Regions from separate parts of the Mus musculus genome. Here all the other regions are linked to region 3. A link is a contact called in public Hi-C data. All regions are on one chromosome and are shown on one strand. Each heading gives the region's core, a stretch centred on a gene start, on an enhancer-like site or on the middle of the called end of the contact. The rest is flanking DNA. Distances are from core to core; before and after follow the strand shown.

The links. A called contact is a pair of places that touch in the nucleus more often than the background predicts.
Region 1: a contact with region 3 is called in a Hi-C map of cortical neurons, with 2.1 times the contacts expected there. The contact joins two enhancer-like sites. A contact is called at or near these places in 26 of 484 Hi-C or Micro-C datasets (cerebral cortex, cortical neurons, differentiating embryonic stem cells and 7 more) and 3 of 115 datasets of contacts at active chromatin or transcription factors (astrocytes, embryonic basal ganglia and neural progenitor cells).
Region 2: a Hi-C map of cortical neurons shows a contact between it and region 3, with 2.0 times the contacts expected there. The contact joins two enhancer-like sites. A contact is called at or near these places in 1 of 484 Hi-C or Micro-C datasets (cortical neurons) and 1 of 115 datasets of contacts at active chromatin or transcription factors (astrocytes).

Annotation. Positions count from the first base shown.
Region 1 is chr15:94,768,022-94,770,721 of GRCm38.p6, forward strand. The region is part of intron 3 of Tmem117 (transmembrane protein 117); the gene reads left to right. Among named protein-coding and RNA genes, the nearest start is that of Gm25546, 88 kb to the left of the region's middle. Within about 2 kb of position 1,435, at least 9 of the 459 cell types and tissues checked have an H3K27ac peak or open chromatin away from gene starts, as enhancers often do. A contact at or near this core is called in cortical neurons, where this site is marked.
Region 2 is chr15:94,862,889-94,865,748 of GRCm38.p6, forward strand. The region is part of intron 3 of Tmem117 (transmembrane protein 117); the gene reads left to right. Among named protein-coding and RNA genes, the nearest start is that of Gm31007, 31 kb to the right of the region's middle. Within about 2 kb of position 1,358, at least 6 of the 459 cell types and tissues checked have an H3K27ac peak or open chromatin away from gene starts, as enhancers often do. A contact at or near this core is called in cortical neurons, where this site is marked.
Region 3 is chr15:95,215,821-95,218,520 of GRCm38.p6, forward strand. No RefSeq gene overlaps it. Among named protein-coding and RNA genes, the nearest start is that of Gm31075, 13 kb to the left of the region's middle. Within about 2 kb of position 1,336, at least 18 of the 459 cell types and tissues checked have an H3K27ac peak or open chromatin away from gene starts, as enhancers often do. A contact at or near this core is called in cortical neurons, where this site is marked.

The DNA of each region.
Region 1 (2,700 bases), core at 185-2,684, 450 kb before region 3:
ATGCATGTGTGTACGCATGTGTGTGTATGTGTGTATGTAAAATCAATTATTTTCATATGAGAAGATACGTATCTTTCTGAATGTGTCTTACTTCACTTAATATGATTTTCTTCTCAGTCGATTTCCATGTAATGAGATAATCACTTTTCTTATTCTCTTTATCTTTTCATCGAATGTTTGTTTCCGTATCGTGGTGCTTACGGACAGTACAAAGATAAACACGGATGCACAGGTATCTCTGGTGTGTGTTGATGGATCTCTTCTGGGATCTACCCAGGGGTGGTGTAGCTAGACCCTGGGCATTTGTGTTTTAAGTTTTTTGAGGACTGTCTGTGTTGAGCCTGCTGAGTTCTAATGCATCCTCAGGTGTTGAGGAGGCTCCTGCACTTGGGGCAGAAACTTAGAAACCACGAGCTTCCACTTAGCTTCCCATCCTTGCTGCTTTGGACAGCAAGAGGAGGTCTCCGAATGGTTCACGGTTGAAAGGCACCAAGCACCTGCCTTCCTCTGAGGCTGGCTTCACAGGCTCTGTCGGGTCTGTGTTTTATTTATTACCGGTTTTCATTATTCCTCCTTCGTGTGTATTTCTATGTGGGTTCCTTTCTTTTCCCTCATTTTCTTCATTCTCTTCCACTGGACTTTCCTCACAACCTTTACTTGTTGTTACTTTATTTTCCTAGATTCTGTAAGTTGCTGCGATAGCTATGAGGCGGCAGCATGACTTAACTAAGCTTCTGGTAAGGATACCTTGCATCTAAGCCCAAGAAGAGCATCCTTGGTCCTCGGTCTAGAGGATTCCTTGGTTTTCAGGCATCTGGGAGCATTGGCAGCTCATTTCAGAAAAAAGATGACTATAATGATAATTTATAAATGAGGAATTTGAAATCTTAGATGTAGATAGTGAAGTTATCATGGGATTTTGTTGTTGTTGTTGTTGTTTCCTCTTTGGCAGCTGTGTTTCTCTATGGACAGCTATGAGATCTGTCTGTGGAAGGCGCATCGTCCAAAGGCAGGGGTATGGATTAAAAAACGAACACTGGGATTAGGAGAGACTCATACATATTAATATTCGTAATTCATTTATTGATTCCTCAAGAACATATCACTTTCATGCCAGGAACTAACAGACTAACGTTGGCAGTTTAATAGACTAAAATGACATTTATGAATAGATTCTAGGTTTAAGGATCCCAAATCCTGCAGTTTTGAGATTCTCAAACAGGTGCGCCTCATTCTAATACCATGGAAGGGCTGTTTAAAGGATGTCTATTTGTGTTGAAAATGTAAACCACTAGAGGGCACTGTGGACAAACTTTTGTCCTTGTCGCTGTATTGGAGAAAGAACCTGCCAGAATTTAGTCAATTACCTATACCGTATGGCCCCTCTAGATTCATGTGTTTGAATGCTTGGTCCATAGGGAATGGCACTATCAGGAGGTGTGGCCTTTTTGGAGGAAGTGCGTCACTGTGTGGGTGGGCTTGGAGGGCTTAGATACAAGCTCAAGTCTGGCCAATGGGATCCAGTCTCCTCTTGGCTGCCTGTGAGATCCAGTCTCTTCCTGCTGCCTTCAGACCAAGATGTAGAACTCCCAGCACTCCTCCAGCACCATGTCTGCCTGGACTTTGCTATGTTTCCCACCATGATGATAATGGACTAAACCTCTGAAACTGTAAGCCAGCCCCAGTGAAATGTTTTCTTTACCAGAGTTACTCTGGTCATGGTGTGTCTACACCGCAATAAAAAACCTAAGACATCTGTACTGACCCAAATAATTGTTTGCAAAGTACTTCATAACACAGAAAGCAAAGTACTTTATAACTCAGAAAGTAGCAAATATATAGTATATATAGTATATATATATATAGTATATACAAATATATAGTATATATGTTCATAAGTCCTCAATATGCCATTATACAGTCCCCAATATAATTGTAGAACTCCATTTTTTTTTGCAGTGGGAAATTAACAATAATGATAACACATATAACCTTCCTAATATGGCTGTACAGCCCGTGTGGATCTGATATGGAGATTTTAGACTCCATACATGTATATCATTCATTCTCAGAAACATAAACAACAACAAAATACCCAGAAGACACCCCCCCCCCCCCACGGGGTTCACTTCCGGTTTTGGCAGGGACAGGGTTCATGAGTTCTGTCCCCAGGGCCCACTTGACAAATTGGCTTCCTGATGGCCGCTGCTCCACTTCTTCTGTGCTGTACTCTACCATTTCTTGATTCTTCCAAATTTCAACCCAGCCCATGGAGTTGTCCCTTATCCCCCTGCCCCAGGATGGCAAGCACAGTTTCTTATAATTACTGTCCACTGTCCAGCAGGAGCCTTCACTCTGACCATTCCTGTGGGAGCTGGCCTGTCCCCATGGTGCTGTAGAGTCTCTGTCTGCCTGCCTTGGAATGTGTCCCCAGGCTAACATCATCGTTACTTCAGAACCTTCACTGCTCGAGCCTGTATTTCAGCTGAGGATTTTAAACTATGTAGGAGAGAAAAATGTGAGTTAACAAGAGATGTGACAGGGAAGTGCATTTCAAATAAGCAGCCTAAAGCCCAGGGCTGGCGGGCTTAGGGGTGGGGCAGCATGTAGTAAGTAGCGCAGAGTGGCTCAGCTGGCAAAGGTACCTCCTGCAAAGCCTTAAGACTTGAGTTTGACCTCCAGGATCTACATAGCAGAAGG
Region 2 (2,860 bases), core at 108-2,607, 350 kb before region 3:
CAAATCCCTGGAACCGACATGGTAGACCAAGATGACTGACTCCTATAGATTGTCCCTGACTTCCACATGTGTGTTTGGAACATAGCTACATAAGCATGCAAAATTAAACCAATAGCTTAAAAAACCCTTTAAAATCTCAATTTGAAATTATGATGAGTCAAAAATATTTCTAAAGGTGTTTATGGCGATTATAGTTTTGCATAAAAATACAAATATATATTTATAATGTAAGTTGGTAAAATTCAATGATTTCTTTTTTATAAGTTAACTTGGTCGGGCTCAGCACACTGTTGGTCAGTGTTGAGTGTGGGAATCAGTCTGACAGTGTTTGATCGATGTGGTTGGTGTCTTCAGTCAGGTGGCTTTAAGTAACAGTAAAGAAACTTGCATTCAGTATGAGGTGGGCTTCATGCAGTCAGTTGGAGGATCTTAGGAATGAAACCTTAGGAATAAGGTTTCCCAGAAAAAGAAACATTCCAGAATGTTCCAACACCAGCTCCTGGCTGGTTCTTCAAACTTGTTAACCTGCTCTGCAGAACATGTGGGTTTGCCAACCCGACAATTCTATAAACAGGTTCTTTGAAATAAGTCTATTTATATACTGTGCATGTACTCAGAATCTGTTAGTCTGTCACCTGTCTCTCTGTCTTTCTGTCTGCCTGTCTACCTACTTACCTAGGAATTTACCTATCTAGCCATCTATCTGTTACCTATCTGTTTGTCTATCTATCTATCTATCTATCTATCTATCTATCTATCTATCAATCAATCATCTATCTACCTGGGTATGTATGTTTGTATGTATGTTTGTATGTTTGTATGTTTGTATGTATGTATGTATGTATGTATGTATGTATGTATCTATCTATCTACCTACCTACCTACCTACCTACCTAGGTATGTATGTATGTATGTATGTATTTATTATCTATCATCTATGATCTATCACTTATATTCCTCTATCATCAGTCTTCCATGTACTTATCATTTATTCTTTACCATCTGTATGCTACCATCCTCATCTTTTCATCCATCTACAATTACCTGCTGCCGCTTATTTGCTGATGCACCTTGATTGAGACCGTTCCCTAAATGGAATGTCTTTTTAAGACACGACATGGATGGTATTCATACGGCATTGTCACTTTCCCACCTCATTCTACAGCCCCTGTCTGTGCTTCTTGCCATTGGACATCTGCTTCCTTCTCCTTCCAGCCCTTCTTTGTCCTCTCTGTGGCCTTCTCTGCTCTCTGCTCCTCCCCCTCCCCCTGGGAGATTCAGGTGACTTTCATCCTAGCCTAGCTCCTCTCACGCAGCACTTCTCCTTAGGGCTTGTTTGCAAGCTCTTTTTCATTTGCTGTATGGTAATGACTGTGTCTCATTCATCTTGGTATTCCCATCACCTAGCACACTCTATGGCATATAGATGCTATTCAATCAATATAGCTGCAAGAATGAGTAAGTGGGTGGTCCTCTCCTTCAGGGATAAGCAGCTGCTTTTATGTGAAGTTGCAGATGGCTGGGAGGCATCCACAGTGCCTAGTCTTTCAGGGATGGATGTGTCTAAGCTTCTTGTACCTGCACTGCCTGGAGAAAAATCCCTAGCAGACTTTTTAATTGCTAGCAAAAATCTGATGCTGTCAGTTTTGCAGGGGTATAACATGTCTGCCAAAGTTAAGCCAATTGTGCAGAAGTCTCTGGCATCCTATGCGGGTGGCATAGATGCTTCACAAAATCAGATTGTAGATTTGCACTGACATATTTTTAACCTATCAAATTAATGGCTTGAATCTCTACCCGCAACCCCCCTAGTAAAGAGTTCAATATCGCTTTCATGTTTCACCACTGAGTTGACTCGAATAATGCCTTCCTGCTCCTGGCTCAGGCCCTGGAGTTTGCATTTTTTAAAGTAACAGCCAAAGAAAAGTACTGTATCATTTAATTATTCTTCTCTTCCCTGTGTGTCTTTCTATTGCTATTCACTGTTGAAATTTAGGCCCTAAAGGTAGCGTGGACTTTTGCCTCATAGGGCCCTCATAGGTGACTCTGTCCTGCATTGTCTGTGGGTGTCTCTAACTCCACAGTGGTTGAAGAGCTTCCACTGGTGAGAGTGTGCACTGATCCCAGCTGCTACTATAGTCCCCTGATCAGCCTGGCCATTTACATGGCCAGAGCATGTTTGGAGACGTCTTATCTTTCTGGACCGTTCTCAGGTTCTTTTTAACAGTCATGTCTAATGAGCTTACCTGTCAAGAGTCCTGAGGGCTGTGCTGGAGCCTCATCTTCTCCTCCAATAGCTCTCACTGCTCAGGAAACTGCTCAAGCCAGAGCTCCTTGCTGGACCCCAGTGTTAGTATACTCCAGGGTGATCTATATTACCCCTTGAAATCAAAGAAGTGGGTCAAAGTTTGTATGGCTCGTGCTGATGGTACCTGATCTCATCTCTACTCTAGACACCAATTTTATGTATATATATATACATACATATATATATATATATATATATATATATATATATATATATATATATACATCTATCTGAGTATGATGGGTGCCCTCAGAGTCACCTAAAGGTCACCTTTCTGTGACTAGATGCTAAGAAGTATGTCCCGTTCCATGCATCCCAAGGTTCCAACCTTGTCCTTTATTGTTCTCTGTCATGTTCTCCTCACCAGGCTGTATCCCAGATTGTCCATCCCAAGGCTGAGCCTGGATTCAGAAATCTGTTCTTCCTCTATGTCCCAGTACGAGCACATTCAATCTAAGTTAAAAAGAATTTTTCTCTACAACATTATCCTAGTGTTTTTCTTATAAAATGATTGTAGGGACTTCTGGGGCTTCTACTAAGCTAACAGGTTTT
Region 3 (2,700 bases), core at 86-2,585:
GGATCTGGGTGCACCCTCTTTTCTATATTGCTGCAGGGAAGATGGGCCACTAAGGCTCCTCCCCACAGTGCCCAGACCCGTATCTGCCATAAAGTCACTAAAAGAGACTCAGTGGATGTGGGTTTACATTTTTCTCCATAGGGTCACACATCATCATAGGATATATGTAAACCAAGATCCCTTATCTTGAAAATAAATTAAAATTTTGCTGTTTTCATACTTCTCCATATTTATTCTTATAGTTTCATTATGGAGATATAAAATTATTTAAAAATAAAGTATTGTTTCTAATTTGTACAGAGTTGTACTCTTATTTCTTACTGTTTACCAAAGCACTGAATACTACAAGTGTGCTATTTAGGTAAGACAGCATGCTTTAAACAAAACATTTTACATATGAGAATCACATATTTTGGTATCTGTCATTTGGAACAAAGACTAATTTCGGAATGTCATGCAAAGCATCTATGAACAATGACGAAACTCAACACAAACACTAGGGTTTGGGGGAGTTGCTCTCCCCTTGGCAGATAGAAGGAAATCAAGCAATGGCTATTCAGATTCTCCTGTCTGAAACTCTCCAGAGCCATCTTAGCCCAGTTGCTCCCCAACAGGTCTGTTCTTAAGGATGTTTACTCTGCAGAAGTATCCGCTCCTTCTTGGAAAACACCGAATTCAAAGATGGAAAACAGCATACCAATACCGAAAGGTCGGGATGAAACAAGGTCCCCTCCCCACCACAGAGGGGACCAGCTACACAGCCGGCAGAGTGTACACAGAGGCAGGGCAGCCTCCTGCTGCCTACAAGCATTCCTCCAACTCGAATCTCTTGGAGATGAGTTTACTGTTGTGGAATGGGTGTTCTGCACTTGGAAAAACCAAACCAAAGTCTTGCTCTGAAAACAATAGTTGCTTCTAAACTTACGCACTAGATCAACGACTCTGGGACCACTGCCGTGCCTGGGTTCTGCTGCCCTTCTGAGGAGCTCTTAACTCATCCGTAACAGGGAGCTTGGCTAAATGAGGTAATGCTTAGTGAGCCAAAGCTCATCTTTTATTCAGCATGTGTAACCTAAACTTTGTTCAAGTGAGTAATTTCTGTTCTCCAACGATCTATAGTATTGACTGCCGCTCTCGAGTGTTGAGGCACTGTTCATTTAGGAAAGGCAATCAGTTTCTCATCTTGGGGTACAGCCTAGGTGTCCAGATGGTTGGAAAGATGAAAGGGGGTGCTGCTGGCATAAAACCAAATCAAACCATGACTCTCTGCCAGTGTGGGAAGCGGAGCACCAGGGTGGTATGCTAGTCATTAAAAATGAGAGGAAAGGGATACAATTCAACATATGTTACTCGTGAAGTAGCTGCCTCTGAATGGTCTGCACTGTGTTCAACCTTAGGGAAAGGGAACTGTGCTGATAGAATCTGCTAGCAATGCTTCCTGCTAAAGAGCCAGGGGCCGGCAGTTTCAATGCATGCCACTTTGTTCTCAGATTCCCAGAATGCAGGAAGAGCTCAGCCACGGCATCTTCTCCAATTATCACAGAGTGAGAAACAAGGCATTAACGGTCTTGGTTTAAAGGGAGGGTGCTCTTAAGGAACAGTTAATTATTGCTTTCAGGGCTCTGCAGATAAAATAATAACCTCCCTGGGGCCTGCTATTTATAAGTCTCTAGGGAGGTGATCACTGCGAACGGATTTGCTGAATTAACATCCCTGAAAAGGCACTCGTGTTCTCTTGCCCTTCTTGGTATTGTGAGTTTTCACTCATCTTGTGACCTATGGAAAGTGGGGCCTGCCAGACACCGATATGCTTATAGTCTTGCCTTAGTTTTTACTACTGTGAACAGACACCATGACCAAGGCAACTCTCATAAGGACAACATTTCAATGGGGCTGGTTTACAGGTTCAGAGGTTCACTCCATTATCATCAAGATGGGAGCATGGCAGCATCCAGGCAGGCATGGTGCAGGAAGAGCTGAGAGTTCTACATCTTCGTCTGAAGGCTGCTAGTGGAAGACTGACTTCCAGGCAGCTAGGCTGAGGGTCTTAAAGGCCAGATCCACAGGGCCACACCTACTCCACCTTCTAATGGTGCCACTCCCTGGGGCAAGCATATACGAACCATCACAAGTCCTAAGCAGACTAAAAATGACTTAGGATATGGTACTCCAGCCTTATTTGACATGTATAAGTAACTAATTGAATATAGCCATAGATGTACAGCTTGCGCACGCTCGCGCGCACACGCGAGTACACACACACACACACACACACACACACACACACTTGTTAATCTCATAAAAGCAAGCAAAATAAATTGTTTCAGGAGATTTCAATAGAGATCTCAGTTACATGTAATGGAGAGTATATAAAACCTTCAGCTTAATGTCTATACTCTTGGACACTAAATTTCCTGTTTGCCAGAGCAGCATGGCAGACAAAAAGAGAGACAGCTTATATTCCGATGATATTTTAAATTAAAGATGAGCAGAAAGCTGGACAGAGGCACTTGTGGCAAACCCAGGAAATATAAAGATACTTAAATGTACATACGCAATAAATATTTCCCAGGCCAACATTCTTAGACATGAACATTTCCCTCACTCAGCTCACACTGGCTTTCCCACAGCAATGATGACTTGGTAACGGAGAGTGACTTCGCCGTCCCTGCTGTGGCTCACAGTGTTTATTGCCTGTCC